Regions from separate parts of the Zea mays genome. Here region 1 is linked to region 2. The links are chromatin contacts, called in public Hi-C maps. All regions are on one chromosome and are shown on one strand. Each heading gives the region's core, a stretch centred on a gene start, on an enhancer-like site or on the middle of the called end of the contact. The rest is flanking DNA. Distances are from core to core; before and after follow the strand shown.

Region 1 (2,700 bases), core at 127-2,626, 290 kb before region 2:
CCCTTGTGGTAGGTAGTAGGTATAAGCTGATTGAAAAGAGAGACAGACGGCGGCGCCGCCGGCGCACTTACAATCAGGCACGCCACGGAGCCTAGCGCGACGGCCATGAACCGGCCGAGGTACATGTCGGCGAGGACGGCGCCGGGGATGGGCGTGAAGTTGGAGATCGCGCTCCACACGAACAGCATCGTCTGGGAGCTGACGGTGCTGAGGTGGTACTTGTCGGTCAGGTACGTGATCATGTTGGTGTTGAGCCCGAATCCAGCAACTTTCTCCAGCATCTCATTTGCTAGGCATCCAAAAAACACCGAACGAATGAGTTATTGCCCATTAAAAGTCGAAGGGAAGCGAGGTGGTTGAGAATTCTTTGGGCATTAAGTCCAGTGAGAATTCATAAGATGAACTACTTGAAGATCCCATGCTATACGTACTGGCAAGTACAGACTTGCTTGTAGAGAACGCAATGAACGAAGAACGTTTTACTTGCCATATGACCAGTAAGATGAGATCGAGGGCGGAACTCACAGAAGATGAAGGGGAGGGCTCTGAACCCGCCCTTGTTGCCCTTGAAGCACTCCTCTTGTGGCGATTCAGTCGTCCCGGTAGCAAGAGAGCGCTCCATGTCGGCGGTGCAGCCCGAACCAAACGCAAATGCTGGCCGGCGGGAGGATCGATCGGAGCACCACCACTGCACCTGTACTGAGCACAGCCAGGCCGCGCCCCGCCGGAACCACGCTCCTCTAAATAAATAGATTCACCACCGGTAGACGGTAGGTAGGTCACAACACAAGGCCGACAGCTAGTAGCTCCCGTCTAGGTAAAGACGTACGTGAGGTAATAAGCATCCAGCGCCCAGCGACAAATACATTTTAGGGGGTGTTTGGGAACAAAGTTTTTCTGCAGTTTTGGAAGAATACTGCAGTATTCTCAAATACTGCAGTATTATATACATAATGGTGTTTGACAAGCTGGGTAAAATCTCTGTTTTCAAAACTGAAGTATTGCAAATACTATAGTTGTTTTAAGACATTTCAAACTTAGCTCTGGACCTTAGTAGTAGCGCGCTATCGCGTCCAGGCTTTTCTGTTTCGTCCGGCCCACATGACATCGCCATCATCGCTTCCGTTCGCTTTCGAGTACGGAGAAGATCAACAAAAAAAGGAGGCTGTTAGTCGCAAGCACCCCACATTTGGCATGGTTCGTCATCACTAGTGACCGTCCTTATTAGCTAGCTTGTGCCCACATGTGCATCATGCTACAGCGCAGTACCGCACCTATGTATGGATGGGGGGCGATCGGTGCAGAGAGGGAGAGAGACGAACGAGCCGTCCATGTACTTGCATCAACATCATAGTTGGGTAACAATGCAGCGACTTGAAGCATGGAACAATGGGATTCATAGTCTTTATTTATAAGTAGAATAAATTCAGTTAGCTGCTTGTGTACACTTTTTTGACCCACTTCATCAACACTTTGGCACGCACGACCAAGAAGAGACCTGAACCAACACACTTCATCAAACCAATAAGAAGACAGTTCCCCCACACTTTATACACCATTTTTATTAAAAAGGAAGAAGAAGAAAAAACCAGCCGGCCACCATATGTGGTAAGGCTCTGACTCCACACCTTGCCTTTTCACTCCGACCACGCCTCCGATTCCATCTTGGGAGCCTGCAGAGAAAAAGCCTCGGCAGCAGGTGTCCGGCCCGGGTTTAACTCTCACACGCCGGGGCATACAACACACGCATGCATGCGTTTGCACAGTGACGTGTACCGCACTCGGTTCCGTGCCCTGTTTCTCCTCGTCGATCTTTTGGATCGGCTACGGTTGCGCGCGTTTGCGTCGCAGTGACCGAGCGACGTCAGCAGAAACGGACGGCCGTTTCGTGGGGGCAATTCCCCCACCCACCCCCAGGAAATCGCGCAAAAGGATCACGGGGCTGCTGCCGTCTCACACAATGCAGTGCCTGTGAACTGCTAACAGCAGCAGAGAAGGAAGCAGAATAGAAGTGCTTTGTTTGTTCATCCCACTCACAGCTGCTCCTGTCTGTTTCTTGCAAGTTTTCTATGGCGTTAGCTCAGAAGAGCTCATAGCATGTGACAGACGGCTACGAGTTGCCGTTTTTTTTTTGCAATTTAGCCATTTTTATTTTTATTTTCAGAAATACGCTATTTCCGGTTTCATTTAAAAAATGGATTCTTAGCTCGGCACTGTCACTATTGGCGCCGAGTTACAACGTATCGACGCTAATTATTTTGACGTGCACATGTAATAATCGACACCAACGTGTACCTAACGTGTCAGCACCTCGGCACCATCACCCTTGACGTCGAGTTAGGCGTCATAGATCTCGGCGCCATAGATCTTGGCACCGACGTACGTGTCTATAAATATTTCACTTTGATCGTCAGTTCTTTCTACTCATTTCTCTTCTTCCAAACGACAAACATCAAGCTAAATCAGCAACTTGGATCCATTGTTCCTCTATATCAAGTTAATCTCCCTCCCTTTTTTCCATCTTTTGTTATGTCCGATTAATAGGGTTAGAGTTACGGTTTGGAAATCATTTTTAGAAGCATTTTTGTTCGTCATATTATCGATTTGTAGGATGTCTAGGCGTGGTAAATATGCTAAACAAAGGTAAGTGTTCTATTAAATATAATAACTAATATTTGTGAGTCTTATAAAATTTATTGA
Region 2 (2,700 bases), core at 85-2,584:
TGAATTTTACTGGCATTATTGTATTAAGATGTCCATATGGAGTCACCTCACCATGCGCCCTAAATGCCTGGTGGACTCAAATGGGCCCATTGTTGCAGCTCGACTTACCACCATTAATAAACATGGACATACCAAATTACAAACAAAAACACAGAAACAACCATCCATGAGACAATAATGCAGACTATACAGACATGAGCATCTAATTACTAATGCCTTGGGTATCAGACCTTTAGGACATGTTTGGAAGCAAGGGGAATGAAGTGGATTAGAGGGGCTAAAATCGCCTTCCTATTCAATTTTGAATAACAAGGGGATTTTAACCCCTCCAATTCCCTCCATTCCCTTGGCTCTCAAACAAGCCCTTAATGTGTTCTATAAAAGAAGGGTATTACCTCTGTCAAAAAAAATACTACTGCATTGATCATGTAATATTATGTGGCGTGTTTGATTCTGACAAAATGATAACTTGTCTTAGGGTGGTAATGGATCGCGATCCAAATGCTTCTTCACAAAATGGCAGGGCACTAAACAAATTTTAGTTCAAAAATGAATAGAAATAGTGTCCGGTCCTAATCTGATCCAATCCTTAAATCTTATAGTGTAAAATTTAGAGTCCATTGTCACCCCTGCTTGCATAACAGGCCTACCCAGTTTGCTAATGCACGTATCATACACGACATAGGCATCAAGCACAGTCAAGTTCAAACATGTCCAGATAACTGCATCAAGTTTTGTGGCAAGCCAGCAATATCTCGTTTTGCAGACCGAATATATCAAATCGCAAAGTATGAAACCCTAGCTGCCACCTAGATCTAAGAGACATCACCTCTCACCTGAGTCACTTCTGGTAGCCACCGCCGACAGTGTTGTCATCCTCCTCGACGGTGGTGTTGACGTATGGTACGGGGAAGTCATTGGTGGGGTCGAACTGCTTGGTGGCCATGTAGCTCTCGAGATCGGGCTTGCGGAGTAGGGTGCGCCGCACGGGCGGGCGGCTCCGGCGGCGGTCGCGGGTGAAGTACTTGATATCGTAGACTGTCTCCGGATCGGATGTGGGCACGATGGCCTTGTCGCGGTCGTCGCGCACGGTGGCCGGGCACTTGACGCGGTACTCGAGCGCGCCAGGCAGCGCGCTGCGGTACTCGGGAGAGGCGCAGGGGCCTGTGATCTCCCACGGCTTCTTGAGGAACCTGCGGAGCCCCTGGAACAGCGATTTGCCAGCGCCGACGGCCGATGAGGCGGCGGAGGCCATCAGGATCGGCGCGGTGGTGGGACCGGCGAAGAGGGGAGAATGGGGAGATCGGCCGGTACAGCGAGACAAGACGCTGGAAATGGCGATGGGGCTCGGGTTTCTGTTGGGCGAGAACGTGGGCCGCACCAAACGGCAAAAGCTACGCGACCATTGCCGTCACAACACAATGGGCTTGTAGAGCTGGCCCAGCCCATGCCGATCAAATTCCGGCAGTAGGGCCGTCCCCACGCTCGTTAGAGCAACTACGGGTGTGTTTGGTTGAGGAACGGGGAAGAATATAATAGCTTCATTCCAATTTTTTGAATGTTTGGTTTTCAACAAAATAAGAGTGGAGCGGCTCCTGGATCTCCATATGAAAATTTACTATAAGTAGTTGGAACGCTCCTGTTCCATAAAAACGATCGAATGCGAGCGCTCTCTCGAACGTGAGCGCTCTCCTTCCTTTTCTTCCCTCTACACCTATATGGCTCTCGAACCAAACAAAAACGGAACGGCTTCACTCTATTTTACTCTTCAACCAAACAAAAATTGGAATGACTCTATTCTTTTTGCCAAACGCGGAATAGAACGGCTCCATTCTTAAACACTGGAATAGAGCCAGTCTATTCTATTTGACTCTCTAACCAAACGCACCCTACAAGTCTCCAATAGTAACTATAAACTCATAAACAATTTGTAATTTAGGGCTCCAAAAAAATAGCTCCAACAGGAGCCGTATTCTAATAAAATTCATCTTAACAGTTTAGAGCTCATTCTTTTAAGTAGCAAATTTGAGACTCAAAAGGAAGCGGCCCAATACCGTTCCCGCGTACAAGAACTGCGACAGACTTTTCCGGTTCCATTCCCCCCTCCCGCCGCCGCCATACAGTTGATCCATTTTCTCCGGCGCGAGATCCACTTTATTCGTTCTGTCCGTCGTCACCGTCGCCTCGTCATCCCTTCCACCGGAGCTCCTTTCCACGATCAGTTGAATGGATGGTCGACCACCTTCCCCGTCACGCCCGGCGGCCAAGAATCGTCGTTTGCCTTTGAATAAGGCTCTAGATGCAATTGGGGGTGGGTCGTAGTCCGCCCGTGGAGCTACTCGATAGGTTCCACACCGGCGTCTCGTCGTCGGGTGTCAATCCTCGCTACTCCTCATTCTGCATCACAGGCGACGCACCAGCTTTCTTTGGGGGAACATGGAGGACTACAGGTGAAATTCCTTCTCCAATTGTTGGAATCTACTAGCACTCAAATGTGAAGAACAGAGACAGAATTGGAGGCAGAAGAAGCTCAGTAGCTAGACGCAAGAAGCCAAGAACTTGGGGAACATGTACGCTGCCTTTTATATTTTCTATTTTTTTCAGCGCTCAAACGCTCCGGCGCCCAGACACCGGTTCTCTTTTCTTCAGCTCCCGTTCCGGAAGCCTTGCAACCCTGACCCCTTGAGCAGCAACAGGATC

What was found. Hi-C and Micro-C count contacts between places; a contact is called where the count stands out from the background.
Region 1: a Hi-C map of bundle sheath shows a contact between it and region 2, with 2.4 times the contacts expected there. The contact joins the promoter of LOC103651182 here to the promoter of LOC100274836 in region 2. A contact is called at or near these places in 2 of 25 Hi-C or Micro-C datasets (bundle sheath and leaf).

Annotation. Positions count from the first base shown.
Region 1 is chr3:200,191,107-200,193,806 of Zm-B73-REFERENCE-NAM-5.0, reverse strand. LOC103651182 (protein NRT1/ PTR FAMILY 1.1) reads right to left here and starts at 1,376. Exons shown (of 6, transcript XM_035966409.1): 1 at 1,275-1,376; 2 at 1,050-1,129; 3 at 526-740; 4 at 72-289. The coding sequence starts at 1,117.
Region 2 is chr3:199,901,172-199,903,871 of Zm-B73-REFERENCE-NAM-5.0, reverse strand. LOC100274836 reads right to left here and starts at 1,334. Exons shown (of 2, transcript NM_001291654.2): 1 at 837-1,334. The coding sequence starts at 1,255. The coding sequence ends at 842. All of the region lies in intron 1 of LOC103651179, which reads left to right.